Regions from separate parts of the Mus musculus genome. Here regions 1, 2, 4, 5, 6 and 7 are each linked to region 3. A link is a contact called in public HiCAR-type and promoter capture Hi-C data. All regions are on one chromosome and are shown on one strand. The core of a region is the stretch at or near the end of the contact, and the rest is flanking DNA. Distances in the headings are between cores, read along the strand shown. Region 1 holds the start of Akap12 (A kinase (PRKA) anchor protein (gravin) 12). Region 2 holds the start of Mthfd1l (methylenetetrahydrofolate dehydrogenase (NADP+ dependent) 1-like). Region 3 holds the start of Fbxo5 (F-box protein 5). Region 4 holds the start of Lats1 (large tumor suppressor). Region 5 holds the start of Katna1 (katanin p60 (ATPase-containing) subunit A1). Region 6 holds the start of Lrp11 (low density lipoprotein receptor-related protein 11). Region 7 holds the start of Cnksr3 (Cnksr family member 3).

What was found. Promoter capture Hi-C pulls out the DNA fragments that hold promoters and counts their contacts. HiCAR-type assays count read pairs that join an accessible place to other places.
Region 1: a promoter capture Hi-C map of embryonic stem cells shows a contact between it and region 3, with 2.5 times the contacts expected there. The contact joins the promoter of Akap12 here to the promoter of Fbxo5 in region 3. A contact is called at or near these places in 3 of 39 promoter capture datasets (embryonic stem cells, frontonasal cranial neural crest and pre-B cells) and 4 of 115 datasets of contacts at active chromatin or transcription factors (embryonic stem cells and large pre-B cells).
Region 2: a promoter capture Hi-C map of pre-B cells shows a contact between it and region 3, with 9 times the contacts expected there. The contact joins the promoter of Mthfd1l here to the promoter of Fbxo5 in region 3. A contact is called at or near these places in 13 of 39 promoter capture datasets (the 3T3-L1 cell line, 3T3-L1-derived adipocytes, the C10 cell line and 9 more), 10 of 484 Hi-C or Micro-C datasets (CD4 T cells, CD8 T cells, the HPC-7 cell line and 6 more), 2 of 115 datasets of contacts at active chromatin or transcription factors (astrocytes and large pre-B cells) and 1 of 9 other capture datasets (liver).
Region 4: a contact with region 3 is called in a promoter capture Hi-C map of embryonic stem cells, with 7 times the contacts expected there. The contact joins the promoter of Lats1 here to the promoter of Fbxo5 in region 3. A contact is called at or near these places in 16 of 39 promoter capture datasets (the 3T3-L1 cell line, the C10 cell line, the HPC-7 cell line and 10 more), 7 of 484 Hi-C or Micro-C datasets (CD4 T cells, LSK cells, cerebral cortex and 3 more), 11 of 115 datasets of contacts at active chromatin or transcription factors (Th17 cells, astrocytes, cardiomyocytes and 7 more) and 3 of 9 other capture datasets (adipose tissue, embryonic stem cells and liver).
Region 5: a contact with region 3 is called in a promoter capture Hi-C map of pre-B cells. The contact joins the promoter of Katna1 here to the promoter of Fbxo5 in region 3. A contact is called at or near these places in 11 of 39 promoter capture datasets (the 3T3-L1 cell line, the C10 cell line, cranial neural crest and 6 more), 1 of 484 Hi-C or Micro-C datasets (pre-B cells), 5 of 115 datasets of contacts at active chromatin or transcription factors (astrocytes, embryonic stem cells, large pre-B cells and 1 more) and 2 of 9 other capture datasets (adipose tissue and liver).
Region 6: a contact with region 3 is called in a HiCAR-type map of astrocytes, with 8 times the contacts expected there. The contact joins the promoter of Lrp11 here to the promoter of Fbxo5 in region 3. A contact is called at or near these places in 6 of 39 promoter capture datasets (embryonic stem cells, hippocampal neurons, liver and 2 more), 1 of 484 Hi-C or Micro-C datasets (B cells), 8 of 115 datasets of contacts at active chromatin or transcription factors (astrocytes, embryonic forebrain, embryonic stem cells and 4 more) and 3 of 9 other capture datasets (adipose tissue, embryonic stem cells and liver).
Region 7: a promoter capture Hi-C map of pre-B cells shows a contact between it and region 3, with 5 times the contacts expected there. The contact joins the promoter of Cnksr3 here to the promoter of Fbxo5 in region 3. A contact is called at or near these places in 8 of 39 promoter capture datasets (the 3T3-L1 cell line, cranial neural crest, embryonic stem cells and 5 more), 6 of 484 Hi-C or Micro-C datasets (CD4 T cells, the MNK3 cell line, cardiomyocytes and 2 more), 8 of 115 datasets of contacts at active chromatin or transcription factors (astrocytes, embryonic midbrain, embryonic stem cells and 3 more) and 1 of 9 other capture datasets (adipose tissue).

The regions. Positions count from the first base shown.
Region 1 is chr10:4,265,032-4,267,731 of GRCm38.p6, reverse strand. It overlaps Akap12 (A kinase (PRKA) anchor protein (gravin) 12), which reads right to left and starts at 1,403. Exons shown (of 4, transcript NM_031185.3): 1 at 1,064-1,403. The coding sequence starts at 1,213.
Region 2 is chr10:3,971,823-3,974,522 of GRCm38.p6, reverse strand. It overlaps Mthfd1l (methylenetetrahydrofolate dehydrogenase (NADP+ dependent) 1-like), which reads right to left and starts at 1,448. Exons shown (of 28, transcript NM_172308.4): 1 at 1,045-1,448. The coding sequence starts at 1,268.
Region 3 is chr10:5,804,130-5,806,829 of GRCm38.p6, reverse strand. It overlaps Fbxo5 (F-box protein 5), which reads left to right and starts at 1,365. Exons shown (of 5, transcript NM_025995.2): 1 at 1,365-1,571. The coding sequence starts at 1,493.
Region 4 is chr10:7,679,818-7,682,517 of GRCm38.p6, reverse strand. It overlaps Lats1 (large tumor suppressor), which reads right to left and starts at 1,309. Exons shown (of 8, transcript NM_010690.1): 1 at 1,068-1,309. It also overlaps a transcript of Pcmt1 not described here.
Region 5 is chr10:7,724,668-7,727,412 of GRCm38.p6, reverse strand. Katna1 (katanin p60 (ATPase-containing) subunit A1) reads right to left here and starts at 1,413. Exons shown (of 11, transcript NM_011835.2): 1 at 1,290-1,413.
Region 6 is chr10:7,588,490-7,591,201 of GRCm38.p6, reverse strand. Lrp11 (low density lipoprotein receptor-related protein 11) reads right to left here and starts at 1,385. Exons shown (of 7, transcript NM_172784.4): 1 at 589-1,385. The coding sequence starts at 1,150.
Region 7 is chr10:7,210,976-7,213,714 of GRCm38.p6, reverse strand. Cnksr3 (Cnksr family member 3) reads left to right here and starts at 1,478. Exons shown (of 13, transcript NM_172546.2): 1 at 1,478-2,083. The coding sequence starts at 2,032.

The DNA.
Region 1 (2,700 bases), core at 154-2,653, 1.5 Mb after region 3:
GCTCACAAACACGTGCTGGAAAACAGCCAACAGGCAATGTTGCCATCCGGGCGTGGCTATGAAATCATTTGAGAGGCTGAGGCAGGAGGACTGCCACTAGTTGGGCTAGCTAGTGAGTTCCAAACCAGCCCTGGGCTACAGAGTGAGACCCAGTCTTAAAACAAGTAAGCAAATTAATTAATTAACAACCCTAAACAATAACAAAACAAAAGGAACAGAAGTAAAATACAATAATGAGAGCAAGACACAAAGGTAAAGGCTGTGATGGGCAGGGCAGGGTCAAATATTCCAGTCTCAAACTAAGCATCCCTATAAAATGCAGTATATCTAGAGCTTTACAGTGGACTCGACAGAAAGAGTGCAAGGAACGCTTACTTAAGCCTTTTCCTACATCCGTGCAGAACTTCTAACTCCAATGTTTGTTTATCCAACTGAGTCCACAGGCAGTAAACTGTGAGAAAGGGAGACAGGACTCCAGGAGCTTTGCCTATCCCTCCATTCGTGCTTCTGCTCCGGTTCTCTCTGTCTGGAAGAGAGCTACATGCATGGCTCTCTGCATTAGCTAGGCGGTGTCCCAGGCGCTGCCGCAGGACTCTGGGTACCAGACCTGGTGGCCCGGGTGGAAGCTGGTATCAAGGCCAACACTGGGCGGGGAACCTAGAACCTAGGTTTGCCCTGCTTCAAAGCAGGTCCCGACTTCCCCACTCTGGGACCTGGGATCTAGGGGTGTGTAAAGTGGCTTAAGAAGCCTGGCCGTGGTCAATTCTTACGGATGCCCCACCGGCCATCCCCCAGGCTGCCAGCCCACCGGAAGAGAGAAGAAAGACTAGAGAACGGCGGTCAGGGCAGATATGATGGTTGCAGAAGGGCTGGCTAGGTCGCCGCCCTTAGAGACCCTCCACAAAGATGCCAGCCCCGCCCCGGTGCAAAAGACCCCAGAGACTGCACAGGGCTGCGCTCGAGTTTGCAGATGGGCTGTACCGGCGGGAAGTTGTGGCAGGCGGAAACCGCCGGGACGCCCCATCTCCATCCCGCCCCACCCGGGCAGGTGGCTGCAGCTTACCTTGGTGGCGGGGTCCGCGTCAGCGGGATCTCCAGCTGCTCCCGACGCTTCCGCTGCGGGCCCATGGCCACTGAGCTCCAGCTCGCTCGGCGTGTCGCTCTCCGCCGGCTGCTCGGGGCTCCGCTGCTCGGTGGAACTGCCTGCACCCATGGCTCAGTGGCTTTCCTACTCTCGCCGGCTAGCCGTCTTCCTGGGACCGCGGAGAAGCAGAGGGGCGAGGAGATGTGCGCCCAGGACCACAGGGACTAAGGGGTGAGGAGCACCCGCTCTCCACGATCCTGCTGAGAACACACCCGGACTGAGAATGAAGGGGACGCGCTCGTGGCAAACTCCTTAAAAGAAAAAAAAAAAAAAAAAGCCACCTCGTAGCCTCCTCCCCCCTCCTTGTTTTTCCCTCCCTTCATCACATGAGCACAGCCCAGACACGCCTTGCAGCATCTCCCCCTAGGCTGCTAGGACCAGAGGCTCCGACACCAGGCCCCCAGCAGCCCACCCCGCCCCCAGGGCTTCTCGGGTCATTAAAGGGGGACGAGGGGTTTGGGGTCTGTCCCAGGGCTGCAGAAGGTTCAGGAGCAGCAAAGAAGGGGGCGGGGGCAAAAGCTTTGTTTTTTTAATGTAATGATTGATAACCCAAGGTTGGATCTTCTGCAGACTAAGGATTTACATTTGACCAGGCGGGAACCCAAATCCCCATTTGCTTTTCTTCAGGTTGGGTTTGACTTTAAGCATTTGTTTCTAGCTTTCTCTCCTTCAGCCGGAGAAAGGAAGCCCTCCTGGGCTGCTCCTGAGCCTGGCCATATTAGGGCGGCTCACGTGGCAGGAGCTGGGAAACCCAGAGGTTGATGCAGTCAGGCCACCGCTGAGGTGGGCCCAGCGTCCCCATGATCCCAGCCAGTGATGTCAGCTGATGCCATCAACAGAACTCGCCGCCCTCTTTCCCCGGGGAACGCGCGGGGAAATGAAGCTGTTACTGGAAATGTGCCTGTCCTTTGAGCGTCTGATGCTGAAGGTTACACATCCAGGCCATTCGTCTCTCTCCCGACGCTTAAACACCACATTGGCTTAGGTCTGCTTAGTCGCCATCGGCATTATCAAAACACGAAGATTTCTCTCGTACTAGCAAAGAAAGGGCCTGTCTGTTTTCTTCCTCCACTTGATTAAATACTCATTGTATTAACATGGCAGCCAATAAGTCTTAAATTGAAATTTTGTTAGATTACCCGTCACTAAGCATTAAAATGCTAGGGGGAAAAGATGAAATGATGTCAGGTGAGCCCGGTGCCATGATTCGTGTCTGAAATCCTGATGCTTCAGTGGCTGAAGTTGGAGGGTTAGCTTGAGCCTGAGGCCTGCATGGGGTAGGTAGTGAGTGAGTTTCAGCCAAGTCTGAGAGCCACAAAGCGAGGCTCTGTGGATGAGTGAAGGAATTAGTGATTTAAAATCAGTAAGAGCATTGAATCTAGATGCCAGATAAATATCTTGTCCCTAGATTTGATACAGGTTACTTGAGTATCAATGAAAACATTAATTTAGCTAATAACACTTGGTCCTTATTCATGGTCATTTAAGTGTTTATTGGGAACAACTCGGTTTTTCAGGATAAAATTTGGTTTCTCCACTTATTTCGGAAGGCCAGT
Region 2 (2,700 bases), core at 199-2,698, 1.8 Mb after region 3:
TAGGTCTTCATGTTTCCCCCAGCCAGTACTTTTACTCAGTACTTAACTGAGCAGTCTCCCTAGCCTGAGCTTCCATTTTTAAACAACTGGTAGAAAAACAGAAATAAGGATACTTCATAGCACGTGAAAACCACATGAAATTGAAATGTCAGTGTCCATAAAATGTTGGATTTTATCAAAAAACTGTGAGAACGTTTTTCCTTATTACAAACGTACCCATGTAACATTTTAAATTCTGCTTTTTAGTTCACTGAACCTTAAGTATTTACTGTCATGCTCATTACACCAAGTTTGTAGAGCTTAGTTTAGTTTATTGTAAAAATAATGACTACTTGTTGCGGGATATATGTGTGACAGCCCCTGGGGGCAGATTATTTTTGCTCATTTGTTTCCATAGCCCCAGTTGGGAATCAAAGCAGAAAAGGGCTTTCCCGCCCTTTGCAGGTAGGTGCCTCTGCACAGCAGTGGCCTAGCAAACTCACTATAGGGTCTGACCAGATGACTCTGCTCAGATCACCACCGGATATAGAATGAACTTTCCAGATACTGCTGCACCGGAACCTGTGTGCTCTCTGAGCAGCGATGCTCCGGAGCGGACCGTACGCCTAGACCTAGAGGGCTTCCGCAAGGGGTTTAGCCCGCCCCTCCTTCAGTAGTGGGACATCAGCAGTGGCGGGATTGTAGGGCCATCCTCCTTGCTTCTCTCCCGCCCAGGGCCGCACCGCCCTTTTCCTGTCGGCGCCACGCCCGGCGCGGTTGCATCAGAGCCGGAGGCGGGCGGTGCACGTGGAGCGGGGCGTGCGGTCCGTGAGGCGCGCGCCGGCTGGGGGGGATGCCCTCATCTACCGGGTCCCATACTCCGGACGTTCCCCTTCGCCCCCACGCCCTCTCTGCCAATCGCAAGGCGTCTCTAGCAAGTCGGAACCAAGCATTCTCTGTTTCCCGCCCTACGAACGGTCCCTCGGGTCTCCCAGCGGCCGAGAGTGCCATTGGGTCCTTGGGTCCCTGGCTAGGGACCTGCCTGTAGACAAACAGGACACTCACCTGACGATGGAGTCCATCCCGGGGGCTTCCGGATTGCCTGGGCCATGGCTGCTGAAGGTTTGGCCATCCTGCAGCCGCCGCCCGCGTAACCCCTCGGGGTCACCACCTCCGCTGCTGCTGCTTCTGCTGCCTGAGCGACACAGCTCACGGAGGCGACACGCCGGGCCCGAGGGCAGCTGCTGGCGGCCGAGCTGGCGAAGCAGGAGAGGGAGGCGGACGCTCATGCTGCTGCAGAGTGCGGGGTGACTGGTTATCCCCAGGCGCCGAGATGCGGCTGCAAGTTCTTCCCCGGGCTGGCGTGGGAGGCACCAGAGAGCCAAGCGGCACAGTAAAGGGCCAGCAGCAGGAAAGACTAGACTCTTCCTCGTGGGAGGAACTGAGGCCCCTAGGGGGCACTGTACCAAGTGGCCGTGACGTTAACAGGGCGGGGGCCAGCGGACGTGAAGCTTTTGGTTGGAGTTGCCAGAAAGTCAAGGCATAGGAGGTGGGGCATCAGCGTGGTGCTGAGCCCTTGCCCTGAGATTGTATGGCCAGCCCTTCTGCCTCAAAACCTGATGCCACCCTTGGTCTTCATAATGCAGCTCACTTTCCTCAGGAGGTAGTGGTCCTAAGTCCAGTTTAGACCTTCAGAAGGAAGTGTTTATTACGTGGGAGGTGGCCTAGGGCTAAATGTCGTTCTTAGAGTTTGCAATGCAAATGCTGGTTTTGTAGCCTTAAGCAGATTAACGTCAATGGTTTTAGGACTGAGTCTTCCAAGTTTATAATTTCCAAGGCTAGTGGGAATAACATAGTAACTTTGTAGACCACAAATGAGGTAGGGTAGAATTTGTGCAAGGCAGAGACCGTTTTTTGAGTGCTCACGCTGTCTTGTGTGCTGGAAAGATATATTTATTAACCCCAACAGATGTAAGAAATGGAACGCCATTCGTCTGATTTCTAACCAGGAGAACCTGCGATCAAGAGAAGTCATTTGGTTTGCTGGCAGAGCTGTGAGCTTGCCCAATTCCACGTGCCCTCCTCCTCTTCCTCTTTTTAAGTTTTACTTGTGTCCTTGAGCTTGCAGCAAGTAAAGGATAGGACAACCTGAAGAAACCAGTTCTCTGATTCTATCTTGGGGTCAGCAGCGGCGTGCTGAGGTGCTGGGCAGAAGGATTGTTCTAGGGATAGAACTCAACTTCATAGGTTTGGCAGCAAGTGACTATACCTGTTGAGCCACCTCACTGACACACGGGGGCCATGTTTTTGAAATGCATGGACAAGCAGGTTCCAAAGAGGGTAAAAAGTTTAAGAAAAAAAAAAATACACACATCTAGTTGGAACTTGGAGCCACAGAAACTTACTCCCTATGAAAAGTGCCTACGATGAGGTTGAGTCAGACAGTGTTTACAGGATATCCTCTGCCTTCCTCACTGCTGTAGGTTGGATATGTGTCCCAAAGGTCCATATATTAAAAACCTGGTCACCCTCTTGGTTACTGGGAGATGGAGGCATATTTTAAGAGTTGAAGCTTATACATGGAGGAATTTAAGCCCTTAGAGATGAGCCCATGGAAGGGATATTGGAATCTATCTTCTGGCCATGTCCATTCATTTATTAGGGCAGGTTTGATAGATGTCCCTTTTAGATTGGGGATCCCTAAACACAACATTTCTCATC
Region 3 (2,700 bases), core at 116-2,615:
TACATCACTATTTTTTTTGCAACACTCCAAACGTGAAAATGCCAGAAAACTAGGGATAAACAAAAAGAATTTGATAAAAACTGGATCCACCCAACGTTTGTATGACTCAGTCCAATCTTGGTCCCGCTTTACACAGGAGCTGCATGGAACACTAACAGAAAGTCATATGCTCTTGCAGAAAAGCAAGAGGGAAATGGCATATCCTGTAGCTTTACTGCTCTGTAGTCTGAAAAGAAGTTAAGTGTATTGTCACCACTTAGAAATAAATTCAAGACGTGCATGCCCAGCATCATTAGTGGTGCACTATAGCTCACCATCAGACTTAATAATACTTTCACTCTCGCCTTTGATATAAAAATATCCACGCAGCCAGGGCGCTCCACCCCAAAGAGACGGGAGTCTGACTTATTTAGGGGAACAGGTCGGCTGTCGAGCCTAGCCAACGAAGGTTAAGAACACATAAAATAAAATACAAATTAACACTTTTAAGAATTCGTGGTGGTTGAAAACCCAAAAGAATGCAATGGCCAAAGCAGGGCTATACAGAGAAACCCTGTCTCGAACCGGCCCCCCCGCCCCCAACCCAAAAAAAAGAAAAAAAGAATGCAATGGCCAGATCTAAGTTAGGCCGCGCCCTCAGCCTTCGGAAGGCGCCAAGCAAAGGGACGCCGGGGTCCTGCTGCGCGCCATCCCCAGGGCAAGGGCGGTTCTCCGGTCACATGTCCCCCCCAGCTAGTCCGCCCCGCCCGGAGGGAACCGCCAGGCTCCTCGCGCGCAAGCGCCAACCCGCCAACTCCGTAGTGGCGGCCGCGCAATACGCAAGCGCAGGAGCTCCAGGCAGGGGGTGGAGCCAATTTAGGAGGGAGAGTAGAGCGCGCCTAAATCCTAGAGAGGCGGGTCCGGAGCCAGGGGAAGGGCTTGTTTTCCGGAAGGTGTGCACTCAGAGTGGCGGGTTTGCAGCTCTGCAAACTCGCTCGTAACAGACGATGGAGGAAGACTGGGGGCCCGCCTGTGTCCATCACAGACTTTCAGGCAGAAGTCGGAGCTGTCCCCAGGACATGAGGACTCTGGAGAAGCCGGTTCGCGGGATAACGGAGGGGGGGTGCGGGGAGAGGGCAGCATGGCGGGTTTGCGCAGAGGACCAGCCGCCTTCACAGGCCACGCCTACATGGGCGTGCTTGCCAGCTCCATCAGCAACTTTGGGGAGGCGAGGATCTGGGCGTGTGGGAGGAGCCCAGGCTCCAGGGCTGGCTCCGCCCCCGCGCCCTCCTATTGGGCGAGCGAGGGCGTCCTCTCATGCCGCCTGCCTATTGGCACGCTTGTGCAAACGCCGCGCCCCATTGGTCTGTTCTGATTTGGGCACCAAATTCAAAGATTTTAAAAGTACCAGCTGGCGCCTTTTAAGAGCTGCGGCTCGGCGCCTCGTCTGGCCGGCCACCTTTTTCCTGTCGTCGCCGCCACCTCCCCAGCATTGGAGCCCGAGTTTTGCGGCATGAGCCGGCGCACCTGCAGTGACCTGCGCCGGCCGTCCTCCTGTCCCTGCCGTCTTGGCGCGCGGACTACCGTGGACGGTGAGTGTGAGGCGGGCATCGTGGGAATCCTTTCTCTGTGGCGGCAGCCTCAGAAACTGGGTGCTTGCAGATCACGGTGTTCCGGGCCTCAGGCGACCTATTTGGGCCCGGGACTGGGAGGAAGGCGCGGAGCAAGGGTGGCTGGTGCAGAGTGGGACAGATGTGGTCGGCCTTGTACGGGGTCCTACTATTCCATCCCACCCCGAGACCCTGCACTGGGGACGTGCAAGGTAGTGGCTTCTGCGCGCCGCATTCCACCCCACCCCCTGCCTGGGCGCCAAATGCCCCCTCCTCTCCCCTCCTCAACTCATGCTCGAGCTGTGACAGGACTGTGGGACTCCAAGCTGGCCAGATGGCCCCATCTCTAGCCTCTACGCCCCCCATTTCACAACTCATCTATCTCACATCCATACTCAGTCTCCGTAACTTTTTGCCCTCAGAGCCCTGGCTGGAGAGCGCGGGAGATTGAGCTCCGCGCTTATCTCCCGCCTTCCCTCGTGCACCGCGCCCTCGGGGCACCTCCCACCACCGACCCCCTCAGCATTTCTAGGGGCTCCTTCTCAGCTCCCGCCAAATGTAAAGGACCCCCCAGCCCCCGCCTGCCCACTGTACCAAATGGAAAAAGTTTTTTTTTTCCTCCCCTGTTTTGCTGCTTCTCAGTAAGTCTCAAGGCCTGGAGTCAGCAGGGCCTTTTAAAAAGCGCCCTTTTTCCTCCAAAACGGTGAGTTTGCCTGTAGTGTTTAGCTGATGAAAGAATCGAGGAGGGATTGTTTAATTTTCGGGTGTTTTGAAGAATTAATGGTCACTTTTTCCAACGTTTAGGTGAGCAGAGAGAATCAATTGTTTATTTTCTTATTAATTTTTTATCTTTCTTGGCATCTCAATGAAAGATGCATCGGTTCTATCGTAGAAAATTTCCAACTGAAGGAAGAGGTAATTCATTCTCTCTCTCTCTCTCTCTATATATATATATATATCCTCAATAATCTTTCTTCATCAGAAAAGGAATTAAGTCTTGAAGAGAAGAAAGTACTAGCTTAGCAGAATGTGTCTGTAAAAGAGTACCCGAGTCTCCGTTAGAAAATAAGAAATTTAATGGTTTACGAAGGGATTCTTTTGCTCAGCTTTC
Region 4 (2,700 bases), core at 60-2,559, 1.9 Mb before region 3:
TAAAAACTAAAGATATCTTAGAAGAGAGTCATACCTCATGGAGAAAATTTGATTTTAAAGGACTAAAAACCTTAACATTAGCGGGGCATGGTGGCTCACAGCCCAACCCCAGAGGCGGGCAGATCTTTTTGAGTTCCAGGTCAGCATGGTCTACATATTGAGTCCCAGGCTAAGGAATACATTGTGAGACCCTGTCTTAAGAAAAGTATAATAACCTTCAATAAATAATCCATAAACTTCTGACAACCTTCATGCCAGGCATTTGGGCTAATTTCCAAACCTTGAGTGATACCATATTGTGTGAGACTGTACTTACTGCTCATCTGACTTGTAACTTCTAGTGAATACACATATTTTAAAAAGTCATATTTACAAATGGAGACAAATATTTTAACCTCGTTCCCTTAGAAAAGTGATTTTCCAACTGCATTAGTGGGAGAATTGGGATAAGTCATCGGAGAGTTATTCTTTCCTTCGCTTCGACTTTTTTCCCCAGGTACAATAAACAATCTTCCCTTACTGTCTTTCCTTCGTTTTCCAGTACTTAAAAAGCACCCGAACAAGTGACACGTCTCTCCCACCCCCTGCCACTAAGCGGTGAGCTAACAAATTGCAGCGAGCTGGAGAGGTTCCCAGGACTGCTTCAAAGGTGGACCCCGACGGGAGGCCCGCTGCGAGGCCAAAGAAGTGAGGCCGGTTTGGTGCAACCTTGCGTGAAAAAAACCACCTTTCGCTCCTCTCCCCTCTAAAGCGGGGAGGGGTGGCTGTCGTCCCGAGCCCCCGCCCGCTCTTCCCAGGCCAGCTCGCACCTCGGAGGCCTCAGTGCCCCCGGGCTCTCCCTGCGGCGCCGGGTGCGGCCAACCTCCGCTTCCCCAGGGCAGGGCTCGGCTCCGGTCAGCGCAATCAGCCCCAGTCAGGCCCAGACCCGGCCGGCTCAGCCCGCCTGGCCACCGCGGCCCCTGGACCCCCGCCAGCGGGGATGGGCGTGGGCCCGGCCGGCCACCGCCCCGCCGACAGGGACTCCCGAGGAGCGCGAGCCCCACCCGCGGCGCCGGCTCCGGACCTACCTGCAGGGGACGGTGAGGCTTCTGGACAGCCGCTGCGGGCCCGAGGGCCGGCGCCGCGGCGGCCCGGAGCCCGTCCCCCAGGGCCCCTAGCGTCGCTCCGGGTTCGGGATGGGGCAGGGCGGGGACACACGCCGGGGGGCTGCGGCCGGCCAGCGCGGCCCGACGCGGGGTCGCGAGGACCTGGCTCTCCCCTCAGCACCAGGCCATCGCTGCCGCCGCCATTTTGCCTTCCACTCCGTGTCGCCGCCGCCGCCGTCCGCCGCGGGTTTCCCGGATGTGGGCATTTCCCGGCGTCGCTTGCGCGGGGGCCGAGGACTGGGGGCTTCAGGCCGCCCCGCTGGGCCCCGGAGCTAGCGCTCCGTTTGTGGCCTCCCGACCGAGACTCGCTCGCCCGCTTCCCCGAGCCGGGGTGAGTGTGGCCCAGAGAGTGGAGTCTGTACCACCACGTTCTGGCTCCGCACGGAGACGCGGGCGCGTCGCGGCGAGCGTGGGTCGCACCAGGAAAGGGCGGTGAACGGCGCTCCGAGACCGCGGACGTCACGAGGCAAGATGTCTAGAGCTTGAATAAAACTCGAGTCTTCCAGAGCTGGGAGCGAATGTGGTTTTGGAACTAGCCAGATGGAGTGTTCTTGAAACTGGACCTGTGGATTTGCAGAGTTCGGTCCAGCGGATCTGCAGGAGAGGTCATTGTAGCCATAACGAGTAACGGGGCCGCTGTCAGAAGTTCTGTTTCTCTTGAAATTGAATCTGCTGTTCGGGATGCATCACTGACTTTGGTCTTTTAATGCATTGTTCTCTTTTGCGGGGGATTAGGTCCACGTAGAGGATCTCTAGGCCGCAGCGTGTGTGCCAAAACTCCCATTCTCCTACCCCACTCCACCTTTCCTAGTGCTGAGAATCTAAATGGTGCCAACCAACACTGGGCTGTCTATCACCTGTAAATATGAACACAGTCCCCAGTTTTGCTGGTAGGTAATACATGCAATTATTTTTTTTTTCAGATACTCTATTTTGTGTTAGACCAAAAAAGTAAAAACGTTGACATCCCAGTGTAACCAGGAATTGAACCATGCTATGCCAGTGCTCTACCACTGAGCTATATCCTCAGAACATTTTATAGTTTTCATTGAGACTGGGCCTCACTGTTATCCGGACTGGCTTTGAACTTGTGATCCTTCAGCCTCAGTCTTAAAGGTAGCTGAGATAACAAGCCTGCTCCATGAAGCCCAGTTCTGCTTTTTTCTGAGGTACTGTATCCAAAAGTTCAACTATGAAAACCTCAGATGGTCAAATTTAGATGACAAGGGAATATTTTAATGTAGTCGCTGCCACTGCTTTAGCTCTGTCGTCATAGTAAAAATCCCTAATGTGGCTTCAGCCCCACTATGCTGTTGGGATCGTCCTACAAATCAAGGTCCCTACCTTGTGCTTTGGTAGGTAGGTACAATTTTAAGACGTGTAATTCAATGGACTATGTCTGCTAATTTGAACCATTAAAAATATTTTAAGCACAGAGAGCTGGAGCTGCTTCTTGAGAGGGCTAAGTCACCGCACAAGCCAGGGTGCAGTGAAAAGACCCTTGGGAAAGAAGCAGAGGAGCGGAGGCCAGGCCAGGCCAGGGCCTAAACTCAGG
Region 5 (2,745 bases), core at 164-2,663, 1.9 Mb before region 3:
AGGCAGGCATCACTGTTCTCTTGGGAGCTAATTACATAAAAAGTACTAATGATTACTAAATAAAAGCTTGAACTGGGGGAAGTGTAGCCGCCTGTAATCCCAGTACCAGGCAGAAGCAAGAGTTTCAGAAGTTCAGGCCAGTTTAGGCTACAAAGGACACTGTCTATAAATAAATAAACAAATAAGGGCTGGCAACAGTTACAAGCCTAGCCTACACGCAGTACAAGGCAGAGGCAAAAGGATCCGGAGTTAAGGACCAGCTCTGGCTACAAGAGACACTGAAGAAAGAGGAGAGGGAGAGGAGAGAGAAGAAGAGAAAGAGAAAGAGAAAGAGAAAGAGAAAGAGAAAGAGAAAGAGAGAGAGAGAGAGAGAGAGAGAGAGAGAGAGAGAGAGAGAGAGAGAAAGAGAAAGAGAAGAAAGAGAAAGAGAAAGAGAGGAAAGGAAAGAAAAGAAAGAGGAGAGGAGGGGGAGGGGAGGGGGAGGGAGAGAGGAGAGGGAGAGGAGAGGGAGAAGAGAGGGAGAAGAGAGGGAGAAGAAAAGAGAAGAGAAAAAAGAGAAAGAAGAAAGGAAAGGAAAGAAAGAAAGACAAGTTTTCGTTTGTATGCCACTGAACCCACATACTGAATGAAACAAATGCTTCCTGGGATAAATTTTCTCCACAGCGCCAAATCAAAAAAGCCAAAAGCTTTCATGAGAACACTAGGCTCTCAGATTAAGAAACTAACCCCAAGAGTGGCGTGGTTGCACACACCTTTAATCCCAGCGCCAGGAGGTAAAGGAAGGCTAGTCGGGTCTACAGAGCGAGATCCAGAACAGCCAGGGAGAGAGAGAAAGAACGTCAATATTATCACCTTTAAAAGCAACAAAAACAAAACAACAAACGCCGGTGAGGGGGCTCAGCAGGTAGAGGCATTTGCCCAGCATGCCGGGCTACCCGAGTTCAACTCTGGGACCCTCGTAAAGGCGGATGGAGGGAAGCGACCCCAGAGAGTTGTCCTCTGACCTCCACTCACGCGCCCACATCTACACCATACTCAACAATAGCAATAAATCTAAAACTAAAAACAAAGGCCAACACAAAGGAGAAACAACAGAAAGAAGTAAGCCACCAGAAAGCAGTACAACTCCAACCTAACAAACTGTACGAAAAGAAGCTGAACCCCAACCTCCAGGCTCTGGGGATTTTACAAGGCGGAAGTTTCGGGATGGGGGCGTGAAAGCTTCGAACGCGTTCCCTGGTCGGGTGTCGCGGGGGCGGAACAGGGAGCCTGGAGGCCCGAGCACTCACCTAGCGCAGCCCAGGCTACCCGCCGCAGCTCCGGGTCGGGACCAAGTTGAAATGAAACCGGGAAAGCCCCTCTTAAAAGGATAGTTCCCGCACCGGCGGGGACACGCCCCGGAAGTGCGTGCTCTACGGGCGTGCGCGCGCAGGCGGAACCTGCGGAGGGGCGTGGCCGAGCTCGGGGTGCTTCTGCGCACTGTGCGCCGCGGCTAGGAAATGGGAGTAGGCGTGGGGAAGGAAAGTAGGCGGGGCGAAGGACTTGGCAATACCCCGCCTACTTCAGTACTTACTCTGTGGACCATTATCTCTTCCCAGGGCTTCTTCACTCTGCCTTAGCAGGAGATTTACACTAAGCTGCTCTGAGGTTAGGAGGTCAGGGGCTCTCTTACAGGTGAGTGTCAGTGCTCAAGCAATTCGTTTATGACAAATCTTGCTTTAGAGCCCGGTACTTAGGATTATGAAGCCTGGGACCCATGTGTCAGGGTAACGCGAATACTCTCAAGACATGCTAAGGGGTGAGATTTTATTTCCAATTCCAGGTGATCCATCACCCTCTTCCTATATCACAAAACACAGGGCACAAACTGGTACACATACATGCATGCAGGCAAGCCACTGCATATATGAAATAATGTTTTACAGGGTTTAAAGTCTTCTAAATTTTTCACCAAAAATAGAAAATATATTTTCTGCTCTAGTAGATGTGAACGTTAGTGTCACAGAGCACAGAAAACTATAATCAGCACATCAGCAAGAATAAAAAAGACCACTTAGAGAGATATAGATCAATTACTCCAAGAGATGGATTTATAATCTATACAAATGCAAAGGCCTGTTAATTTATAAAACCGGATTATAATTTAAAAGCTTCTCAAAGGTGCAAAATGAATGTATATGGTATACTTAAATATATAGGAAATCCTAGAACCTACAGGATGAATCTGTAGTAACTAATCAGAAGTATCCGGGTGGGAGTTAGTTAGGAGTTGGGAATGATGTTCTGTAGTGGAGATGTCTTCCCAGGTGTACAGTTTTACACATGAAATGAAAGTTGTAATTTGAGTTTATGTAAATTATACCTCAGTGATGTTTTGTTGTTGTTTTTTCCTTGGATATTTTCTTTTCTTTTAAGAATTATTTATTATATGTATATGAGTACACTGTAACTGTCTTCTGACACACCAGAAGAGAGCATCAGATCCCATTACAGGTGGTTGTGAGCCACCATGTGGTTGCTGGGAATTGAACTCAAGGTCTCTGGAAGAGCAGTCGGTGCTCTTAACCGCTGAGCCATCCAGATATTTTCTTTACTTACAATTCAAATGTTATCCCCTTTCCCACCCTGGCCCCCAGGAAACCCCCTATCCCATCCTCCCTCCCCCTGCTTCTATGAGGATGTTCCTCCACCCATCCACCTACTCCCACATACCTGTTTGTTGCTGTTTCAAGACAAAGTCTCACT
Region 6 (2,712 bases), core at 136-2,635, 1.8 Mb before region 3:
ACTGTGTACTGAGCCCAGCAGACCCCACTACAGAGCTCCAATCCCCTCCACACACAGCTGGCCTCCTTAAATTGAGTGGAACACAAAACCAACAAGGTCACGAATGTGGGGAAATTTTTGGGCAAGGGATGGAAGAAAAGAATGGAGATGGAGTGACAAGTTTTCCTTCATATTTTTATATCTGAAGGAGCTATGTGTTGGCAGAGAGCCAAACCAGGAAGCAGGAGTGGGTATTTAGGAGCAATTCTGCATCTAATCAAATCTTGTCCTTGCTATTTCCTGCGGTAAAACACGCTTTATAAAACCTATGAGACAAAATAAAACTAAAATAATCTTTACTGGGACAAAGAAGGTTCCGGGCTATCGTCTTAAATCGATCCGTCAGTGCTCTCCGATCTGCCCCCTTATCTTCCAAAGGCAGCCCAACGGACCCTGTCTGCTTCTGCCCCTCTATTGCACTTTCTTAGCACCAGCCCAAAGTCAGAGAAAAATGTGAACCACTTTCCCGGTTACCCACAGCTTTAATCCTCTGGAAGCAGAGAAGTTTGCTCGCTCGATAGCAGGCGGGACCCTCCTGGCGTCGCTTACCTGGCCGGGGAGGGATCCCAGCGGCGTCCTCGGCGCGACTGAGGGTGTAAGTGCGGTACCCGCGGAGTGGCGCGAACTTGCAGACGCTGCGGCCGCGCGCCGTGCAGTTGAACAGGTAGCAGCGGGGTGCGGGCATAGGTGCGGGCACGCTGGGCCCCCGGGGCAGCTGCACCACTGCCACCGAGCAGCTCGGCTCGGAGCAGCAGGCCGTCACGCACTGCCGCCAACCCCGCACGCTCCCGGGTGCGCGCAGGAAGCTGGCTCCCGCCGCGATGGAATCCTGGGTGCGGATGATGGTATCGGGCACCGCCCGGTAGACCGCCGTACCGCCCGCACCCGGGCAATCCTCCCGCGGGCCGCCCAGTAGCTCCGGCTCTAGCTCCTCGCGAGGCCGTGCCCGCTGTAGCTGCCGGCGAAAGTCCTGAAGCAGCCTATCCACTCCGGACGACGGAGCGGCGGGCTCCCCGGGCCGGCTGCCGGGCAGCCAGAGGCAGAGCAGCAGCAGCCCGCGGAGCGCGCGGTGCCGGAAGCCGGGGCCCGGTCCTCCTCCCCTTGTGGCCATGGCACGAGCGCGGCCTCAGAGCTCGGCGGCCCCGGGGCCTGGCTGCTTCACGGAGGCGGCGAGTGTGCCGGCTTCGAGAGGCATCGCGGGCCGGACTCGGCCGGACTCGGCGCCGCCCTGGCCCTGCTACCAGGCTGCGAGCTTTCGGTGCTTCTATCTTCGCTCCGGCCGCGGAAGCGCACCGGGACGACGAGCGGCCTCTACGTGGATCAGCACCGGCGTGCGGACAGCGGCTGCGACGGGGCGGAGCCTGGCGTGCTGGGGCGGCTCCGGGGCGGGACTTCCGCAGGTCTGTCGGTCTCCGGCGCCCGGTGGGGAGGAGGAGGGGACTCCCCGGAGTTGCCTGGCTGCTCCGCGGCTTGATCACACCCTAAGCAGCGTGGGTGTTTGGGCCCATCAGGCCTCATTCAGCAAGCAGACTCGCGCAAGGCCATAGCTCACAGGGCAGGGCACTCGGGGTTGGAGGGAGGGGAAGAGTCAGAAAATCCATCAGTCTAAAGTTCGGGGCTACTACGGAGAGCGACGGGTACAGCCAGGGGACCACAGACAACTTTGGCAGTCTTTTGGAATCCAACTTCGTTGCATTATTTATTATTAAAGAGATTTGGACTATGGTAGGTAATAAAGGAAACAAAACATTTACATTCAGGTTCTAATTCGCCTTTCAGTTTCGTTTAGAGAACTTAAACACCAGAAGTTTAGCAACAGAAAGCTGAACTTGTGAGGAGGCAAAGGCCGGGCAGTATGGGAAGGAGGGTTGGGCCGATTGATGATCTCCCATCAGTTTACTGGGTGTTGGGATGGATGACACCTGATTTAGTTTGACTGATAGAACACAATACTCTGAAGTGTGCGGCTTCAAGATCAAGATATCATCGTATTCATTTCTAAAATGAATGTTAAGTAAGTCAGTGCCCACGAAGTGCTTAGACACGTGGAGAAGCTCATTATTACTAATTTTGAAGTCACCTTTTGTTTTTAAATGCTTTTATTTATTCTTTGAGAATTCCATACATCTTTACCATATTCTAATACCTTCCCCTACTCCACCCAGATCCGCACTCACCTCCCTCCCTTCTTGTTTCACTTTTAAAACCCAAAAACAACATTAAACCCAGAAATGTGGAATCTGAATTGTGTTGACTAGCTCCTCTTGAACATGGGGCCTCCTCTGGAGTAGGGCTTATATACCCAGTGTCACCAGATTGAAAAAACACTACCCCACCCCCAAGCTATTGTGAACAGCTTCTTGGCCAATGGTGGGACTCTATTATCCACTACCTAGCCTCTGTGCTAAGATCTTCTCTGGCTTCGCCCTGAGCAGATCTTGTGCATGCTGTCACAGCCTCCTCAATGCCCTGTTCTGCCTGAAAAACACTATTTCCTCGTACATGGTGTCTTAGTTAGGTTTTACTGCTGTGAGCAGACACCATGGCCAAGGCAACTCTTACAAGGACAACATTTAATTGGGGCTGGCTTACAGGTTCAGAGGTTCAGTCTATTATCATCAAGGCAGGAGCATGGCAGCATCCAGACAGGTATGGCACTGAAGAAGGAGCTCA
Region 7 (2,739 bases), core at 229-2,728, 1.4 Mb before region 3:
ACTCCAGCTTTTAATGCAACAGATGCAAAGGAACAAGAGAACATTGTCAAACATCAAGGAAAATTCTACAGCGAAAGCATTTGATAGCATTTGCTCCTCTTTGTGATTCCAGGGGTTATGCAGCCAGATTCATCGTCTTTCAACTTCGTTACTACTGTGTCCCCTTTGGAAGGCAGCACTGTTTATAGATGAATTACTTGCTTGGTCATCTAATCATATAGCTATTTTCGAAACTGTAGGCACAGTTCCCACTGTGCAGAGGTCAAGATGGTTAAGGAAAGACAGATGTCAAAGATCATTTCTTAAAAAGAGGGCAGCTACTCTACCAGGAATTTTCTCATGGCCGGTGTCAAGTTTCTGGGTTGGGTAATTACTCTTGGTTAAAAAAAAAAAATCGCTATTTTTGATAGTTGTACCTCTCCATTGCATAGACGAATTGCTCAGGAAGGCTAAGACAGTGTGTACGCTGTACACCCAAAACACTCACTATACAACAGATAGCTGGGTGCTAGCAGTGATTCTCACGTGTAATAGAGAGCAGCTATCCTAACAGAGGAAATATGAACGCAGTGGTTGGTGCAGGGAAAGCAACTGCGGGTATTTACTGAATCAATAAACACTAGCCACTCCCTTACTTCAGAAGATAAGTAGTTGGAAGGGGAAGATCAGATCCAGCTCAATATACCCCAATAACAAGCAGCTTCCTCCTTGGATAGGGTTAATAGTTGCTCAGGGGAAGATGGAAATCAATAACTATAATTGAAAGAAGACTTCACTAGGGCCAAAAGAGTGTCTGCATGTGTGTGGGAGGGAGGTAAACACCGGTTATAGGGTTTTCCCCAGACCCGCGCTCTGCTTCCAAATTGAGGCTTGTAGTACAGAAAGGGCTTTCCTCTCCCTGTCAGAGGCTGAACTAGGCAAGGTTCTCTCTTTTTTTCTTTTCTTTTTTGGCTCGCTGACAACTTTCGCCTCAGGGTTAATGACTAATCTGAATCGAGCGTTAGGTCATTTTGAAAATATGACTATTACATTATGTCAAAACACAACTCAAAGAGCTGCCATTCTGGTGTTATTAAACCGAAGAGTTGATACACTGTAGCGGCCTTGGAGCAGTGGCACACCGCCATCCATTTGTCCAAAACACACACAACTGGCCTACTTTAGGAAACTTAAAAGGCTGAATAGCTAAGGCGAGATTGCGACTCGAAGCTTTTAAAAACGAGAACAGACACATCTCAAACCAACACACAAAGACAAAAAAACCTGTTTACAGGATTCAGCTGCCACTAAGCTGGGACCTCTTCGGAGCCAAGCGGCTCTCCAGGACTCAGGCTGCAGCTCCAGCCCACCCCTTGAAGAGGAAAAGTAGATCCCTGGCGTCCGGAGCTGGGACGTAGGAGGGAAAGAAACCGGAGTCTACGTCATCGCGGCCCCGCCCCTCTCACGTGTTGCTCCCGCTCCGCCCCGCCCCCTCTCTTATTCCGGCAGCGCCGAGCGGAGCAGAAACTTTGCAACCCGAGCGCGCACGCTCCGCTTTTTTCCTCCGCCCGGGCGGCCCGCGACGGTGGCGCAGGAGGTGGGACCCACTGGCGGGAAGGCTCGAGGCGGGGGCGCACGCGGAGTGGGGACCTCGGGGACGGACACCGCTCGCAGGAGCCGCGGAGGGCCAGCCGACCTAGAAGTTCCCGGCCAGAAGAGTCCCACGCCAGGGCAGCCCCGGCCTGGGGTTTGAGGTTGCAACCTGCTCCCGCTGCTGCGGTGGTTGCGGAGAAGCAGCTGTAGCAGAGAGCGGCGTCGGGGGAACTGCATCTGGACAGCGGTAGCTGCGGGGAGCAGCCGTACGGGACATAGCTGTCCCGTGCGCAGAGACCCAGGGCCGCGCTTCCCTCGCAGAAACCGCAGCGCGATGGCCCGCTGACTGCGGCCATGCAGGCTTGAGCGGACTCCCGGCACACGCAGGGGACAACCACGGGCGCAGGCTGCAGGACTCCTGTCGATTGCCTAGCCCAGCGGACAGCGAAGCTGCTTACCATGGAGCCCGTGACCAAGTGGAGCCCCAAACAAGTGGTGGACTGGACTAGAGGTGAGCGAGCCGTGGAGGACCCCCGCGCCCTACAGCCGGGGAGATGGGGCGGGCCAAGAGTTGGGCACTGGAGTGCTCTGCCCCTCCTGCCGGCGACAAAGCAAACTTCTACTGAGCGGCTTGTGCGTCTCTTTCTGGTGCGCCTGCTCCGATCGGTTTCTTTCGGTGGGGGTGCGCGTTGACTGCAGCCGACTGGACACCTATATTTAAGTCAGGGAGCTATGGGATGGCCTTTCCGTGGAAGATTGGCTGGGAATGTGGGGCTTGGGATTTGGCGCCAGGGCACTCTCTCTGCCAGTTCGGGTACGGTGGACTTGCTGCCTGTAGCCAAGCGCAGAGGCACAAGGCGTCTTTGTGTGGGTGACTGCCCCTGGCCCTGGATCTAGTAAAGGCTGCGGGCCCAGAGCAGTTCGCGGGCGTGACCTGGCAGTTGGGCAGGTAGACGAAGGCTCCTGCGGCCAGCCCAGCCTGTTTGTTTGGGTTGGAGAGGGCGAACGGGCTTTCGCGCCTGCGAGGACCCTAGCGCCAGGACTCCCGCAGAGGCAGGGACTCAGCTCTGGAGGCGCCAGGACCCCCAAGGGCGCAGCGTTTTGAGGCCAGTTAAGCACTGAGAGGGAGCCGAGTGTCTGGACTACAGTCTGGTTCTGTACAGTACT